3 separate regions of the Mus musculus genome follow, and regions 1 and 2 are each linked to region 3. Evidence: chromatin contacts called from public Hi-C and HiChIP or PLAC-seq data. All regions are on one chromosome and are shown on one strand. Each heading gives the region's core, a stretch centred on a gene start, on an enhancer-like site or on the middle of the called end of the contact. The rest is flanking DNA. Distances are from core to core; before and after follow the strand shown. Region 1 overlaps Dtnbp1 (dystrobrevin binding protein 1). Region 2 overlaps Jarid2 (jumonji, AT rich interactive domain 2). Region 3 has its middle 20 kb from the start of Cd83.

Region 1 (2,867 bases), core at 141-2,640, 1.2 Mb before region 3:
CGAAGCTAGACTTCTAGTGTTTTCCTTTTAATTCCTATTATTGCGAAACAGTTTCTAGTCTTTAGATTGAACTCTTAAGAGTAATGGTTTTATTTAGCAGTTTGATTTGTTAAGTGAGCTGAGTGAGACTTCACTTCTCTGCTCAGGGTGCATTTCCTGTGACAGGAGGGGAGGTTACAATTTCTGATTATCATCTTTGGTGCACTAATTTGTTTTGGTCTTACACAAACAGCCTGGTCTCTGTCTTTTTTTTAATCCATAAAATGTGTCAGACACCACTTAACTTTGCTTAACAAGCAAGCTTGTTCAGATAGACTGAATGAACTGTAGAGTTTTATGCTATGTTAATTAGTTTCATTGCTCTGACAAAATACTTGAGCTAATCAGCTTATTAAGGAGAAAGGGTTTGCTTGGCTATCATTTTGCTTTATGACTGGTCCTTTTGCTGTTGGTTAGACAGTGTGCCATGTTGGGAGCATTTGGTGGAAGAACTATGTTCATCTCACTGTAACCCAGGAGTCTGTCACCCAGAGGAGGAGCCTGGAATCCCCATCCTTTCAAAGACATGCCCGTGGTGGTTTAGCTTTCTCACGCTTAGCCTCACCTATGAAATGTTCCACTGTCTCCCAGCTACTCTGCATACACTGTTAGCTTGCAAGCCTTTGAGGAACATAGAAGATGTAGTTTTTGTAAGATAATATATCTAAATTGCTTAACCCAGAGTCGGGCTTGTAGCAGATGCTTAGTGTGTTGTACCATTGTATAATCATCTGTGATGGTTTGACAGTTGTTCACCCTCACATTTTCTTAAATTAAAATACTTTAGTGTACTCTGCTATATTCTTTCTACCTAAAAACTTTATGTCCTATATAAAGAATGTAATTTTTAGTTTTGTGTAAAGTTAGAATTAATAAACCATTTTTAAGCCTTAATATTTAAATATGCTGTGCTTTGATTTTTGGTAAGAAGTAGTTTTTGTCTAAACCTTAGTTATTTTAGACTTTTCAAGTTATCTAATGAACCATGGTATGATCTATAATGCCTTAAAAAAGATTATGCTGTGTACCAGACAAAATATTTTAACTTCTTCTCAAGTTAGCAAGTAATTACCAGTAAATCACTTTTTTATTTGTTTCTGTGTATTTGCTTTTTGTTACTTTTTTGTTGTTGTTTGCTTTTTGTCTTATTTTTCCTAGGTATGAATTTTCCAATGAATAGTTTCCTTAATAGTAGAACATACGTAGAAGATGTCAGCTTATTTCTGACCTTGGAGTCTTTGGGTTAGATGTCTGATACAAGAGCAGTTTGAGGTCTGCTGTACAAATACTGAGTTCCTTCCTCTTCTAAGAAAAACCAGCAACACAAGTGGCACTGTCTTCAGTGTCACTGCCATCTGTAGACCATGGAGGGTTGCTAAAGACAAACTGGCCGGGCCTCGGCTCGTTGACTGACTGTGTGCTTGAGATGTGGTTTTCCTGAGCCCCGCTGGTCTGTGTTGCAGCTGGTGGACAGCGAGGTGGTCATGCTGTCTGCCCACTGGGAGAAGAAGAGGACCAGCCTGAACGAGCTGCAGGGGCAGCTGCAGCAGCTGCCCGCTCTCCTGCAGGACTTGGAGTCTCTGATGGCAAGCCTGGGTAAGTGTGGCCTGTGTGTGAGAGCAGTTTCAAAGCCCTCCAAGAATTCATCAATTCTCAGCTATTGCTTTGAAAATAATAGTGCATTCTTATTGTTATATAGAAATGTATTCATTTCTAAAATTTACCACTAATGCTTTCTGCCTACAGTAAGCTAAGGAAATAATTTTAGTTTTGTTGCTTTGTGTGTGTTACCTATTTGCCTATGTCTGCCCAAATGTTTGTATGCATACAGGTGCTTCTGCATATGGAGGGGAGTCAAGTGGGGTGGGGGTGGGGGTGTTGTTCCTCCAGAGCTCTTGGGATGTTTCATTATGACTTTGAAACAGTATCTCTCATTTTGCCATGATACTCACTGGTGAGGCCAGCCAATGGGCCCCAGGGATCTGCCTGTTTCTGGCTCCTTAGTGCCATGATTAGAAGCAAGATATTTTGCTTGGCACTTTATGTATGTACTGGGGATCCAACTCAGGCCGATCTTCTTGCTTAAGCTACAAGCATTTTGCTGGCTGAATCAGCTTGCCAGCCTTTGTTGATCTTTTTTTAAAATAACTCAAGACTGTCATTAGGTCTTTTGTTTAAAAGTGTAAGTTGAATGAATGAATGAATGAATGAATGAATGAATGAATGAATGAATGAATGAATTGGACTTACAGTAACTATCCTGGCCAGAGGATGTCCTCCAAACATTGCTTTTAGAATTTAGGCTTTCAGAAATTCATGTCTTACAGTATGTTTTTACCCTTCAGGCGATAGACATGAGGTCAGATGAGTTCTGCTGCATTTGAAGTTTGTGGAAGTTTGTTTTCTTCATTTTTCATTTGGATGGGTTTATATTCAGAGAATTATCTGTTGTGTTTGATGCATGTACACATGAAGGTAATATTGTGGGTCACTGCTCTCAAAGGACAAAATTAGAACAACGTAAAGATCACAAAATGGCTTTACTTTTTAAATTCTAAATTGTAATTTATTTTAATTCTAAAATAGAACACTATTAGTTTACTAGTGCTTTTACAGACAAAAAAGAAAGTAAGGAAATACAAACAAAAATTAAAATGTATTAGTCATTTCAAAATTATTTTGCCAGGCAGGGACAGGGAGGCAGGTCCTTGAATTGCCTTACTAGGTCTAGCAAACAAAGCGATAGGTTTCATTATGTTATTTCCATATCTCGTACTATGCTTATATCTATCCTTACGACTGTCGTTCTGTCCTTCCTTCTTTCTCTG
Region 2 (3,071 bases), core at 131-2,630, 1.0 Mb before region 3:
TGATAGTAAGAATCCGTAGTAATAAGTATGCATGGCAGGAGGAGGAACAGAATTCAGTGCTATATGGTTCTGAGCATCTACTCTGGACTGAGGAATGAGAAGCTAATGAGAGGTGTGAAATGGAGCTAACAGAGTTTAAAGAGAGAGCCAAGAATCATCGATGATCAGAAAAATGAGCCTGGGCAGCCTTGAAGAAGCATGAGAGCAGAGAAATAAGGATGTGTCTTTTCTTACCTACCAACAGAAGCAACCACCAGTGCCAAAAGAGTACACATGATACACTACATGAAAGTATACATGTACACATGAGCTGACCACACAGCAAGAGTGCAGAAGCCTGAGAAACTTCCAGGCAGAACTCCTAAGTTATTCAATATGGGGGATGGGAGGGCATGGACACAAATTAATATGGAATATTGCTTGGCCACAAAAAAAAAAATCTGTAAATCAGAGACATTTTTAAAAGATTTCTTTATTTAATGCATGAGTGCCCTGTGTGTATATGTACACCTGCATGCCAGAAGAGGGCATCAGATCCCAGTATAGATAAAACCACCATGCAGTTGCTGGGAATTGAACTATGGAAGAGCAGATTGTGCACTTAAGCAAAGAGCCATCTCCCCAGCCCTGACCAAGAACATCTAAGCTTGTGACATAAATGGTTTGTACTTCTAGTAACAGAACACTACATCACACTATAAACCTAAATTTAACATGTCAATTCATTTCACATGAAAGAGAAATCTAGAAAGAGTAACAGTTCATGAGAAGGATAGGGCTAAAAATAACCCAGGCCACCTGTTTCATTAACCTGATCCAACAGAATTTTGCCACCTTGTAGAAGGAAGGTGTGAAGAAGTAGCTGTGTGTGAGTAAAACGGACAAATGACTGATTTATTCACAATAATGTCTGGTTTTCAGACATTATTGCTTACCATTACTAGCTGGAGGTATGCTCTATTTTCTTCATTATTGATGAGAACAGACAATACTCATATTTTTACTTACAAAAGATGATGTATCCATGAAAACAAATAGACAAAATAAGACAGTGCCATTTCTCTTGCCTGGTGATGGGAATCCCCAGGAGAGCTATCCTATTTATTCAACAAAGCACTACCAAAACACTACAGCCTAATCCTCCCTTTCCTGGTACCCAGGTCCCTTATCCTTCAGCTTTTCCTCAGAAGATCTTCCAAGCAAAACAGTCAGAATTCAAAGCTCTTGGGCAAAAACTGTAATTATCAGGCTGCCAATGCCAAAAAATCCAGCCACACTTCTAAAACAGTACTCTTTAATTTGTCCTCTACATCCAGAATGAACAACCCTTTAAATAGAAATGGGAATTTTCCAACATGGAAATAGCTCTTTAGTGAAACCACTCTTTCGGACTAACCCAATTAGGCCCACTTCTCTCACACAGGCATAAACTGGAACATAGAATGTGACTATGATAGTAAATGGAAACACTAAAAATGTACCTGCCCACAGAGTTCCACTTTCAAATGGAACATTTTTTCTTTAGCAGCTACCACCACACCAAAAGGAAGTCCCATCTTTGAGTAGAAACTAAGACCTAAAACAGGAATTACATCCTGCATAGCTAAGAAATCAATATAAACTTCAAGGTCAAAAGTCATGAACATTAGTTATGCTGTAAGTTAAGAAGTCTCACTGGACCCGGGCAGTGGTAGTGCACGCCTTTAATCCCAGCACTTGGGAGGCAGAGGCAGGCGGATTTTTGAGTTTCAGAGCAGCCTAGTCTACAGAGTGAGTGCCAGGACAGCCAAGGCTACACAGAGAAGTCCTGTATCGGGGGGGGGGGGGGGGGAGGAGGAGGGAGGAAGGAAGGAAGGAAGGAAGGAAATAGGAGGAAAAAAGAAGAGGAAGAAGGAGGAGAAGAAAAAAGGAAGAGGAGAAGAAGAAGAAAAAAGAACAAGAAGTGGTCGTTGTCTCACTGGAAATATTTCCATCCCTAAAGCACACACTATTAACTTAAAATTCTGCTTCTGTACAAATGCTGTTTTGTGGTCTTAATTAGCCAGTTTTCAATTGATTTGCCTCCGTATACTACAAAAATCCATTTAAGAATACTTACTTGTTGCTGAAGAAATACTCTGATCAGTAAATTGTTCGTCAACCAAGCATGAGACCCTGAGTCAGGACACACAAATCCTCACATAAAAAGCTGGTCACCACATTACAATCTTAATGTTAGGGAGTTGGAAACAGGGGGATCCCTCAGGCTTGCTGTTCACCTAACTCTACTTATATTGGTGTCTCCATGTTCAGTGAAGAGACCCTTTCTAAAAGGTCGTTTCATTCATTTTTTTATTACTTATTGCTTAATTCCTAAATGTTCACCTTCTAAAAGTTTAGGTGTATAATAAATAACAAAGAGTACAATACAGCTTTAAGCAAACAGTCCATTTTCACTGCTCTAATTAAGCTAAGCTGACTCCCTCTGCACTTGACACTCAGCTGTGTGTGTCTATTATGGTATACACGGGGCCCAGGTGAAGCAAGCCTTATGGTGATAGTGAGGACATGACACGTGGGTCATCAACCAACTGCAGGAGAGCTGAGGGAAATGCAGCAAGGCCACACCAAAGCCACTAATCTGCCCTACAGACCAGAGACACATCAGCATAATTGAAACCAGAATGTGAGAAAGCCAAGAAAACTTAAAAGAGGTGCAAACATTCATAAGAGGAGGAGCAGCATGGATTTAATTATTTCTACTATACATGACAATTAAGAATAACTAGTTGAAAAACCACAAGACAGCAGACAGTAAAGAAAAAAAGTTAAATGCTGACTGCCATTAGTATTAACAACAGGAGTTTCTGACACCTGCCATAGCTACTGTGTAATAAAAAATGAATTGTTCTCCTAGTATATAAATATATATGAATTCATTAATAGAAACCAGATTCTTTGGAAAAGGCATTTGAAGGTACTTCATGGACCAGTTACATTCAGCAAATAGATACTTTAGTGTGCATTTGCCAGGATTAAAGAAGTCAGAGCCTCTTCAAAGCTTCCACATACAGCAGACAAAAATACAGAAG
Region 3 (3,139 bases), core at 96-2,595:
AAACCAAGCTGAATCACTCCTCAGAAAGTGACATCAAGGTTGACCCATGGCCTCCACATACTTGTGTACACACACACACACACAAACACACACACCACACATATACACATACATACAACACACATATGCACATACACACATGTGTACACAAAGACACGAGTATACACACACACACACACACACACACATGCACACATCTACATACACAGGCATGTACACCCCCCATATACACAAACACACACACACACACACCATGTACCACACACATACATCAGACACCACATATACACACCACACACACGGGCATGTACACATACCACATACACAAACCTACACACATACCACATACCATACACATACACCATACACCACACACACACAAACACACACCACATATCACACACATACACCAGACACCACACATACACACACACACACACACACACACACACACACACACACACAAACACACACACAAGTAAATATACTGGAATACTTAGACGTGTGAGATATTTGTTCTCCTTGAACTAGCACTTACAAATGCTACCTGCTAGAGACTGAAAGAGTTGTGGTTGAGTTGGTAGGAGGTTTTGGTTTTTGTTTGTTTGTTGTTGTTGTTTGTTTTGGTTTTTTTTTTTTGAAACAAGGTCTTACTATGCAGCCAAGGCTGGCTTCTAACACACGGATTTTCCTGCCTCAGCCTCCTAAGGGCTGGGCTTATAGGATTGAGCCACCACACCTGGTTTACATGTTTGCTTGTGTTTTAAATTCAGCTTTTTTGTATGGTAAATTAGCTGGTATTCTTCCCACTGTATGTGGAAGACAATGGGATTAGGTGAGACCCTACTCCTACCCAGGTAGCCTCTGAAGACAATGTGATCTGGGTGGTAACAGCATTTGCTTATTTTGGGGACGGGGTCTCACAATGTCTGAAGCTCCACCTGTCTTGGAATTAACTATGTAGACCAGGCTGGCCTGAAACCCACCAAGCTCCGCCTACCACTGTGTTTCCAGTGTTATGATCAAAGGCCTGCCCCACCCCCACCCCTGGCCTGGGCCTTAGTGCTGCTGTTGCAACTCAGAGACTTCTTTTCTAACAGTCAAGTGTTCTACCACGGAGCTAAGCACCAGTAGGTGCAGACCTTTGTTGGAGTCCCCTCCAGATGAACGAGGTATCTGGTATTTCACAACACAGCACTCTGCAGCCCAGGCAGGCCGCTGGGTACTGCTGGCCAGGCTTCTACAGCTGGTCTTAGTGATGACAACCCCAAAGCAGGCTGGGCTCCAGGCTCTCCACTCGTCAGCCACCTGCCGAAGGGACCAAAAGAAGAACTTTCAGAGGCCGTCACGGGTCGTCACATGCGCCACTGTGATGCTTAGCCGCTGAGGGGATTTTGGGGAAGGAAGTAGCCCTGACATCATAGAAACATAGAAGTGAGAAAGACTTAGGGTGTTCCTCTTGACCAGGCACCCCAGAGGGTTGGGAGCCTACTCTGACCTTTCGGGTCTCACTCACTACGTGTGTGTACTCTCTCCTTACCTGGTTGTTGGCCAAATCTTTGTCCTCCAATAGAACTTTCTTCCAATATGAGGTCTCACTTAACACCAGTCTATCTGCATTGCCATTGTACACGCCAACTACTCTGTAACTCTGGGAGAGCATCACATGATTGCTAATCTTTTCACTTCAGCCCAACAGAAAAAATACATCAGCCCACACCTGCATTTTCCTACCTGGGCTCATCTTTTTTATCTATACTGCATCATCATCATCATCATTACTACCATCATCATCATCATTATCACTACTACCACCATCATCATCACCGTCACAGACAGGGTTTCAAACATACAGAACTAGTCCACAATTTGCTATGTAGATGAAAGTACCCTTAACCCTCTTCTCTTCCTGCCTCTACCTGCCCAGTGCTAACATCACAGATGTGCACTACCACACCCAATTAACTTGATGCTGGATAACAAACTCAGGGCTTTGTGCACGATTCGGCAAGCATTCTATCAATTAGACTACATGCACAGCCCATGTCTGCCACCCACACTATCAATCCCATAACCATGTCTGCGTGGATTATTTCCAATCCTTTAGTCCTCCTTGCTTCAGGATGATCCATCCATGGTTCTCATCGTGGGATTTTTCAGTAGCTCTCAAGGAATCTGTGGTGGGTGTTTTCCCGTCTCCCTGATGTTTGGCTTGGCCTTAGAACTCACTTTGAAAGACAGATGTGAAAGTGATACAACAGAAGTTTTTAGTGTGCTTCCATGGTGAGACTTAGCCTCTTGTGTCTCTGCCCTCACCATGAGAAGACGTGCCTCAGGCAGTGCCAGTCCCTGCAGGAACTCTAGGAAGCCAGCCCAGAGTAGGCTTGTAGCTGGGAGCCAGGCCCAGAGGAACAGAGCCAAGATCAGCTGAATCCCAGCCAATCCTCAGCCATACGAAGAAAAAAATAAAAAATAAACGTTTGTGATGCAAGCCACTGGGATTGAGGAGATGTGTTGTTATTCGACATTATTGGAGGAATAGACGATGAGTTAAATGGCCAAAATGAAGTGCAGGCAGTGGCCAGACACATAGCAGGCCTTGCACTCCAGGAGGTAAAGTCCTGACATGAAAACTTGCTTCCTCACCTCAGCCCCTTTATAACTCGGCCCTTCTCTTGCTGTGTCCCATATGTCAGCACCTGCTCGTGTTTAATATAATTCCTTCACAGACTATGCTTGATTTACTAAATGCTCACATATTCAAAAGCTTACCAACAAGACTACAAACTCATTGAGAGCAAGGACCTCGCCAGTTCAGAAGGAGCAAGAATTACAGATAGTGTTCCACTACCTCCATCAGGGTCTTCCCTTGTTTAGCTGGATGTATGGTCACTGTGTCCCGCACAAGATCACGCATGCGGGGCGTGTAAGATGCATTAATTGTCTGTGGCATACGCACTAGAAAGGCAAATTTCAGGGGCCATTTGCCTTATAAACCTGATGGTCTGGGATTGCATCTCCAGAGGCCATGTAAAAGTTAAACACAGCCGGGCGGTGGTGGCGCACGCCTTTAATCCCAGCACTCAGGAGGCAGGGGCAGGTGGCTTTCTGAGTTCAAGGCCAGCCTGGTCTACAGAGT

What was found. A called contact is a pair of places that touch in the nucleus more often than the background predicts. HiChIP or PLAC-seq counts read pairs in DNA pulled down with a chosen protein or histone mark.
Region 1: an H3K27ac HiChIP or PLAC-seq map of large pre-B cells shows a contact between it and region 3, with 9 times the contacts expected there. The contact joins two enhancer-like sites. A contact is called at or near these places in 2 of 15 datasets of contacts at CTCF or cohesin (pro-B cells and stem cell-derived epiblast-like cells), 4 of 484 Hi-C or Micro-C datasets (the N1E-115 cell line, Th1 cells, embryonic fibroblasts and 1 more) and 4 of 115 datasets of contacts at active chromatin or transcription factors (epiblast stem cells, fibro-adipogenic progenitors, large pre-B cells and 1 more).
Region 2: a Hi-C map of B cells shows a contact between it and region 3, with 1.7 times the contacts expected there. The contact joins two enhancer-like sites. A contact is called at or near these places in 1 of 15 datasets of contacts at CTCF or cohesin (pro-B cells), 1 of 484 Hi-C or Micro-C datasets (B cells), 2 of 115 datasets of contacts at active chromatin or transcription factors (CD8 T cells and fibro-adipogenic progenitors) and 1 of 9 other capture datasets (embryonic stem cells).

Annotation. Positions count from the first base shown.
Region 1 is chr13:44,981,509-44,984,375 of GRCm38.p6, reverse strand. Dtnbp1 (dystrobrevin binding protein 1) reads left to right here. Exons shown (of 10, transcript NM_025772.4): 5 at 1,503-1,635. Among named protein-coding and RNA genes, the nearest start is that of Dtnbp1, 19 kb to the left of the region's middle. Within about 2 kb of position 1,390, at least 43 of the 459 cell types and tissues checked have an H3K27ac peak or open chromatin away from gene starts, as enhancers often do. A contact at or near this core is called in pro-B cells, where this site is marked.
Region 2 is chr13:44,806,865-44,809,935 of GRCm38.p6, reverse strand. All of the region lies in intron 1 of Jarid2 (jumonji, AT rich interactive domain 2), which reads right to left. Among named protein-coding and RNA genes, the nearest start is that of Jarid2, 77 kb to the right of the region's middle. Within about 2 kb of position 1,380, at least 24 of the 459 cell types and tissues checked have an H3K27ac peak or open chromatin away from gene starts, as enhancers often do. A contact at or near this core is called in B cells and CD8 T cells, where this site is marked.
Region 3 is chr13:43,763,632-43,766,770 of GRCm38.p6, reverse strand. No RefSeq gene overlaps it. Among named protein-coding and RNA genes, the nearest start is that of Cd83, 20 kb to the left of the region's middle. Within about 2 kb of position 1,345, at least 107 of the 459 cell types and tissues checked have an H3K27ac peak or open chromatin away from gene starts, as enhancers often do. A contact at or near this core is called in B cells, CD8 T cells and pro-B cells, where this site is marked.